Regions from separate parts of the Rattus norvegicus genome. Here region 1 is linked to region 2. Evidence: chromatin contacts called from public Hi-C data. All regions are on one chromosome and are shown on one strand. Each heading gives the region's core, a stretch centred on a gene start, on an enhancer-like site or on the middle of the called end of the contact. The rest is flanking DNA. Distances are from core to core; before and after follow the strand shown.

Region 1 (4,354 bases), core at 839-3,338, 410 kb after region 2:
CAGGAAGGAAATGGAAGGGAAGCAGGAAGGAGATGAAAGGGAAGCAGAAAGGAAATGGAAGAGAAGCAGGAAGAAAATGGAAGGGAAACAGGAAGGAAATGGAAGGGAAGCAGGGAGGAAGTGGAAGGGATCTTTACACACGCATGTAATGGATGTGATTATGAATGACTTCCTGGGAGTGACAGCCATCTATAGAAAAAGTAAGCTTGCTTTCCTGTAAATAGCACTGTGTGATTCTCGGAGGATAAGGAAGGCAGCTTCCTGCAAACTATTGATTCCAACTGCAGAGGTGTAGCAGTGTGGACAAAACAGCCTCTTGCATTTTTCTCATCTCTCTACTTTACATCCAACTCACTGCCCCCCTCCCAGTTACCCCCTCCCACAATCCTCCCCCATTTCTCCTTTACCTCTGAGTGGGTAGGGGCCCCTCGTGAGTACACTCCCCACCCTGGGACCTTAAATCTCTTCTATGCTAGTGGCTTCCCCTCCCACCAAGACCAGACACAGCAGCCCAGCTAGAGGAACATATCCCGCCTAGCAACAGCTTCTGGCATAGGGCCTCCAATCCCTCTTGTCCAGTAGTTCAGAGCCCACATCAAGGCCAACCTGCACACCTGCTACGTATGTGCAGGGAAGCCTAGGTCCAGCCTGTGTATGTCCTTTGGTTGGTGGTTCAGACTCTGAGAGCTCCAAAGTTTAGTTGACTCTGTTGGTCTTCCTGTGGAGTTCCTATCCCCTTCCGGCCCACAATCCTCCTATTCTTCCATAAGAGTCCCCAAGCTCCACGTTCTGTTTGGCTGTCCGTGTCTGTATCTGTCTGAATCAGCTGCTGGGTGGAGCCTCTCAAGGGCAATACACTCCTGTCTGCAAGCATAGCAGAGGATCTTTAATAGTGTTAGGGATTGGCGCTTGCCCGGGGGAAGGGTCTGGCATCGGGGCAGCTTCAAGGCCTGGAGCTGAGCAAGTATAGAACATGACCAATGCGGTATACATACGGTGGCCAAACGCTCTTCCACTGCCGCCACCTCACGCTATTTCTGTTAAAGCTCCTGGGCTCCCTACCACAATTATACCTACCTGCCCAACGATCAATTCCTCTAGCTGCTGTTAGGACAACCCGATTAAGCAAACTTCATAAAAGTCACAACAGTGCTTAAGGGAATAGACGTTGTTTGGAGCTATCGAATGCTGACTGCGTGCATGCACACAATCACACCGTCTTCTGGGAGTACAGTTGTTGAGAAATATAATTAATAAGTAAATTTTATTCTTTGTCTTTTAGTTCCTTATAAATGTGTACAAAGCATTATAATTGAGCGTAATAGGAAACAGAAAAGTGCACTGCTCTTTCAGTTTTGCTAGATGAATATGAATGGAAAAACCAGCTTCCAATATGTGCTTTGGAATAATCTTTCACAGATAAATATATTATGCTTTTTCCCAAACAGAAAATATTTGGGTATCGTGGGTTTAACACACCCAATTAGACTATAAACTTTTGTTCCTATTTTACCCAGAAGCTTGGCTTTTTTAGATGCCACACCAGGAGTAAAGGTTTGTTAGGTTTCGTTTATGAATCCTGTATCGTGAAATCTATGCTCAAGAGGAAAACGTGTGCTGAACAGATAGTTTTCTCTGTGGTTAATATGTAAACCATGTATGATCTGAATTCTTTTGCCAAAACACGTCTGGACTGGGTACATTACACGGGTTGCTCGCATAAAAATGTTGGAGACTATAAGGCATCAGTGACACCATTTTATTGTCGTTATTGTAATCTAGTTTAAAATCGCGATGTGGTTTAGGAGAGCCTGTCTTAAGTCACAATTCCAAGTTCCTGTACGAACATTTGTCTTCTGTGGCACTAAATTCCCTGTATAGTAAATCTTGTTTTCAGTTGCTTTGTCCCATAGTGTTGATCAAAAGCCATGCTTAAGGATTTCAAATAGCGACAGCGCCCCCCATCCCTCCTCTTTGGTCTAAAGGTACCCATCACATCCTATTTCTTTCCTTAAAGATTACAGAGAAGCCCACGCAGTAGAGATTCGTCTACTGTGCAACAGCGACCCCTGGCGGTCCGATGCTTTCAAGGCGGCCAGCACCCAGAACTGTCTCCCATCAAGTCCCTCTTTGTTTTCCTAATCTAGAGAGCTATCAGTACACGGACCAGGAACTGTCTTTGAGAATGTGGGCTGTGTTTGATATCCAGAATCTACAGCTCAAAGTTTCACTACTCACTGTGCACAAATCATAGGTCTTTGTTTTCTCTTTGTGACATTTAATAAGAAGAGGTTTTTTCCCCTTTCTTCTTGCCAACGAATCGTAACAGCAAACGAGCACGTTAGTCAAAAGTCTTTGATGACTTTTTGTTTGGGACGAGAAAATGCCTGAAAAGTAAGTAAAAGTCTCGGGGACGTCGGGAAAGGAAAAGAATAATGCTTGTAGCACGAACACCCGCATGATTCATCGGTAAAAGCTAAGCGCTGGTTTCATTTCTTTTGTAGATTTCCCCTGCTCCCCCTCACTCCACCCCCCTCTTTGTTCCGCTTCAAACCTTTCAGAGGGCTAAAATGCATTATTACCTTGTTAAATCTCTACCCAAATCATTTCTACAGCCCGAAGCTGTTTTGACATGGGTTGAGCATCTCACACACACAAAAGAATTGCTTTTGTTCCCAGAAGCTCTCATTGGCTGAACGGCCGCCCTTACGGACCAATCAGAATCTAGTTGTCAGGCTTGGCAGGCTATTTTTAACCCAACACACAAAAACACTGGGTCTTGGAGGCAGTCCGCTGTAGAATGAAAGTCTCCATAGTAAAAGGCAACAGCTGAATGTGTTTTGGATGTCACGGCGTGTTTGACATTTTCTCTTTAATTCCGTATACACTGTTACATTAGCATGTGCTTTTTGTAAACAACTAAGTCAGAAATGGACCTGCGCCTCCTCTCCTCTCCCCTCCTCCCCCGGCTCTGAATTACCCTTTTAGGAAAGGAAAGCCTAAAATATATTGTATTCAGGCTTGATCCAAAAACAATTCACGATGTGTGGAGATAACTCTCTCTCTCTCTCTCTCTCTCTCTCTCTCTCTCTCTCTCTCTCTCTCTCTCTCTCTCTCTCTCTCTCTCTCTCTCTCTCTCTCTCTCTCTCTCTCTCTCTCTCTCACACACACACACACACACACACACACACACACGAGTTTTTCAATAGGAGTACCTTTTTATTTAACAAGGGATTTTTGTAGATTTTTTCATCTTGGGTGGACTAAATTTTCAGCAGTGTCTGGATTAGAGTTACAGTGATATCCATCTTTCCCCCTTACTTTTTAAATATATATAATTAATACAATATGCATATACATTATGTGGGGCAACTAAAAATATAAATATTCAGTGCGGGGTATTTTTGTTTGGGGCACTTAGTTAAAGCATTGTTTGTAGCATATTCAACCTATTGTTCAGTGGAGGGTATTTTTTAACCTCCCTAAATACACTTTAAGGGACAAGATATTAAAGCACATAATTTGAAAAATTACCTAACATATCCAGGAAATCAAAGTTGCCAAGTGGGAAAAAGCCAAGCTGTAAAGTTTGATTTTCCCCTAAGCCAACCATTTAGTAGGCCAGAAAGGGAGGAAAAAGCTAAGTTGATCCCAACATGTATATCACAAAGCAATTATATTGGCAGAAAGGGAAACTCTTTCCTGCAAAGGAAAGGGGAGGAGGGGTGGCCTAAAAAAAAAAAAAAGAGGGTTAGAATCTTCTCTAGTTCTTAAAAGAGATTTTGGATTGTAGGTTTGACCAGTATTTAATTACCCACGCTTGGGGAGATGACTTTATCTGGTGTTCTTTGTCAATCTCCAGAGACAGACCCAAGCCGTGGAAGGAGGTATCATTTGACCATGGTGACAAGCAACTGTAGAAATCTCACAAAGGCTCCTGGGAGAAATGGCTCTGGTCCTACTCAAAGATGCAGGCATGCTTTGCTGAGAGAGGTTTCCCTAACAAAAGTGGCCAAGGATAGGGAAATCTTTACACAAAAATTCTGGCAGACCCAAGGAGAACAGTCAGATTTAGAGAACGCGTATACTTTGCCATACAAAGTAATGTAGATTTCACTACTGAGGGGAAATGTCCCCTGCATTTCTGAAGGTGAATTTGAACTACAATGACAATGCACTGGAAAAGGAGGTCACTCTTCCCAACATCGATTTGAGGCGCACCTAGACAGCTTTCTAACTCCTACATAATAGCTCCCCGGAACTTTGCTAGGTTTAGATAGACAACCAGCTGCTGACAATTTAGCTTAATTTTCATTCTTATTATATTCAAAGAATCTGATTAAACTGAGTCCCG
Region 2 (4,046 bases), core at 577-3,076:
AATAATTTTGTAAGGAGAATTTATAGCTTATTGCTAGTGATAGATGCTCATGGATACTATATTGAAAAATACGATACACATGTCTCTTTAAGTCCATACTAACCAGAAAAGGATGGACAGAAATGTTCCCTCTCATGGGTGACATTTGACATTTCAGTAACTTAATATATGGATCATTCTACCCAAAGGGATGGAATGTCCACCAACTTCCGTGCTGTCAAGCTTGGACCTCGTCCCGATGGCCATTTTGTTTCAGGTGACTTTATGCCAACTTTTCCATGTTTTTTCTCTTGTTTTCATCCTGTTAGAATTCAGTTACTGAATTTTACATTAAAATAATGATTTTTTTTTGCTGGCATCGAACAGTGGCAGGCATAGCTGCCCGAATTCAGGGGGAAAATGCCTGTCATTTACCTCACATAACTTTATACATCTTGATTCAGACAATTAAAAATGTAAGACTTGAAGCCTGGAATCTCATTTCAGTAGAGTAGTTGTGCTCTTTGCGAATATAATTCAGACAGTGTGGTCTTCTTTGATCACTGACCAAACTCAGCAGATGTAACTGAGGCGCTAAAAACATTAGCGCTCCTGTATATGTCCTTGTATACAGAGGTATTAGCATGGGGTGGTTCACAGATACCACAGGTTAGTCTAGGAATACATTTATGTGCTTTGCTCCAGCACCTGTATCTACAGAAAAGCAGTTTTTCCGTCTTTGGGTCTTTCATACAAATGGATTGATTTTCTGCAGATGGCATGTTTCACACAAAGGATATAGCTCAGTTAAGAGGCTGGTTTCTTGGCACATAGCATGGATGCCCAGGACCCCATAAACCAGACCTGTTTCAGGACACTGCCTGGCGTCCCCAGACTCAGGAGGGTGTGAGTGCGCCGGAAGGCAGAGATTCAGGGTCATCTGCTTTAAACCAAGTCAATGCCAGTCCAGGAAACAGGAGATCCTGTCTCAAAGAAAGAAAAACACGTTCTCTATAATATTGTAAAATTTCATCGCAAAATCTTTAAAACTTCAGGGTAGAGGTGATTGCTTACCAGTGCTCAGCCTTGCCAGTCCCAGAGCTAGGCAGTAAATATTTGGTGAAAGGATGAGTGTCCTCCCGTTAGGCAATGAGGTTGCTTTAGCAATCGGATCCCTTAAATGGCATTATTTACTTGCTGAAAATGTGTTTTCTATATTGGCTAAGTTGTTTAATTTACATAGGCCTGCTGCCACACTGCCCTGTCACAGATCCACTGCAGAGCGTGCCCACAGCCTTTCTGACCTTCTCGCATCTAGAGATGTTGAGAAGCAAAGCCAGCTGTATCCATTTTGATTTCACAGCCCAGCCCAGCCCTGCCCCACCCCGCCCCTCTACCTCTAAATTGCAATTCTTTGATTTTCAATGCAGAGATGACATGCCCCAGCCTGGTCTGTGATTCCATAAATGCTTTAGCTTTAGGTTATAAACAGACTCAAGTGGAGTCTTGTCTGCCTGTTTACTGGACTGTTTTAGAGGCTGCTCAAATCCAAATGGCCAGGGGGAGGAGATGGAAACTTAATGTGTTTCAGGCTTCAGCGCCTGAAGGTAAGGGAGACACTGGGTTTCCCATTGCAGGTGAGCAGAAAAGACCTTTGAGCCTAAGCCATCCTGTTTTTCCCCAGTAAATATATATCATACTCAAATGACAGGTTTTCTGTCAAATACTGAATGAGACCCGCCTATCCAGGGAAGTTGAGCAATTCTTTGCTTGTTCAATACTTTAATCCTCAGCTCAGTTAAACAGAAGCTCCGGCACACAGGACAGAAAGTACAGCAAACATTGGGCATGCCAAACATGATGGGACTTTTTTGCTGGCATCACTCTGCCCTTCACCACTCCCCACTGGAAGAACGAGTTTTAAAGTTCTTTCTCTTGCCCAGGAAGCTGTTATTCTTATGGCAAAAGGCTGAGATCAATCACTATGCCAGATCCACGTCATTTGAAAGCATGACACAAGGGCAGGGATTAAGTTGAAATTTTAAGATGTAAAGTGTTATAATGTGAAGGAATTGGTACTTGTTGACTATATCCAAGGATGGTTGATGTACTTGGCATTTTCCAAACAATGTAATTCATTTATGATTACTTATGAATGGGAATCGGAAAGTTTTGAGTTGGGCTCTATGTTAGACACTGAAAGGAAAGAAAATGAATTGTCCTTAAGAAGTCTGCAAAGAGCTAGAGAGGCTCAGTGGGAAAGGTGCCTGCAGTGCCAGCATAGAGACCGAAGAAGAATCCGTATGAAGAACCCCAGAGTGGTGGTACAGGCTTGGCATTCCAATGCTGGGGAGGCAGAGACAGGTGGATGCCTGAGGCTCATAAGCTAGTCATCCTAACCTAGTCAGTGAGTCCCGGGTCAGTGAGAGACTGTCTCATAAAATGGACAGCTCCTGAGGTGTAATACCTGAGGCTGTTCTTTGTCTTTCACATGCACATACATCTGAACTCGAACAAATACAAACAGATGCACAACTCAACAGGTTCACATAGGTCAACATTGTACCCAGGAGAGCATCATGGAATGAACATACAATAAGTTTTTGTGTCATTGTATTATCACTGTGTCTCAGCAATGTCCCCTTATGTCCTCATTAGTTTTTGTTGTTGTTGTTGTTGTTGTTGTTGTTGTTGTTGTTTTGTTTTGTCACCTACACACAACCTGGATTCCCGAGGGAAGGGGGATTCTCAATTGAAATTTTGCCTTGATCAGATTGGCCTGTGAGCATGTCTGTGGTGGACATTGTCCCAGTGGATGATTTATATGGGAGGACCCAGCCTGTTATGAGGAGCACCATCTCTAAGCAACTGGTCCTGGGATGCATACAACAGCTAGTTGAGCCTGAGCCAGAGGGTGAAGCAACAGGCATTCGTTTGTTGTTTCTACTTCAGTTCCTGCCTTTACTACCCACAATGATAGACTGCCACTTAAAACTTTAAGATGAAATAAAGCCTCTCCTTTTGTGTTGGCTTTGGCTAGAGTGACTTATTGTAGAAACAGAATGAAAAAGTGATCCTGCCAGTAGGAAGCAGGAAAGGACATTAGACAAGAGTGTCAAGTACCAAGCACCCGTGGCATAAAAAAAATAGCCAATTCAATGATAGAAGTGCTGAGATTTTTCTTAGAAAAGCAGGACATGTTTGGCTGGAGAAGCATCCAATCCATGGTAGTGGAACCAGACCAACTCATCTGGCTCTGGTCTGTAGTACAACAGCTCCAGGCAGAGTTGCTGGGGAAGATTATGCAGCCAAAACGAGATAGATAGTAGTGTCAGCAATCAAGTGGAAATGGCCCACGGGAGCTGCAAGTGATCTTTAGAGTAACATGGCAGCCATGGTCACCCTGCAGAACAGCAGGCGTCCTAGTAGGTCTAGACATGGCTATGTCAGGTGGGACACTTGTGGTACATAGTTAAGCACAATTGGACATAACTGAAAGACAGGAAGCCTGAGGACCGGCTAGGAAGCTATTGTAGAATGCCAAGAGTAGGTGACAAGGACCTGAAACAAAGCAATATTGAAGAGGTCATGTTCAAAGATGCTTAGGAGACAAAAGGCATTATTTTTTGGTGGGCAATGAGTATGGAGAAGGGAAGAAGATGGAGAACATGCTTAAAGAGACCATCATCCGAGATGTGGGCTGTATATGGAGCCTGCAGCTGGCAAATTCTCATCCAGTAGCTAGGGCACGACTCAAGTAGTACAGAGTGAAAGCATCATCCTCGGTCAATATTCTTACCACCCCATTTGTGAGTTTATTCCTTCCATTGATACAACCTATGCTTTTTACTTCTCAAAGGAGAAATGCTCATACCAGTGACAGTTCAGGCCTCTGGTGAACTTGAAGCTATGGCTTCCAGTCATGTGTGGTCTTCACACAACTGGCTCTAGACCAAAAATTTGGGCCATCATGGCTCTAATCATACATAAAAGTGAAATGTGGTGCACTCTAAAAGAGACCCCATATCAAATCTGGTGGATGAAGACTTGGTGAGATTCAGAAGTGC

Evidence for each region. Hi-C and Micro-C count contacts between places; a contact is called where the count stands out from the background.
Region 1: a Hi-C map of liver shows a contact between it and region 2, with 6 times the contacts expected there. The contact joins two enhancer-like sites. A contact is called at or near these places in 4 of 12 Hi-C or Micro-C datasets (hepatocytes, kidney and liver) and 1 of 1 datasets of contacts at active chromatin or transcription factors (oligodendrocytes).

What each region holds. Positions count from the first base shown.
Region 1 is chr7:33,964,238-33,968,591 of GRCr8, forward strand. No RefSeq gene overlaps it. Among named protein-coding and RNA genes, the nearest start is that of U2l1, 130 kb to the left of the region's middle. Within about 2 kb of position 2,089, at least 79 of the 93 cell types and tissues checked have an H3K27ac peak or open chromatin away from gene starts, as enhancers often do. A contact at or near this core is called in liver, where this site is marked.
Region 2 is chr7:33,553,860-33,557,905 of GRCr8, forward strand. No RefSeq gene overlaps it. Among named protein-coding and RNA genes, the nearest start is that of U2l1, 280 kb to the right of the region's middle. Within about 2 kb of position 1,827, at least 4 of the 93 cell types and tissues checked have an H3K27ac peak or open chromatin away from gene starts, as enhancers often do. A contact at or near this core is called in liver, where this site is marked.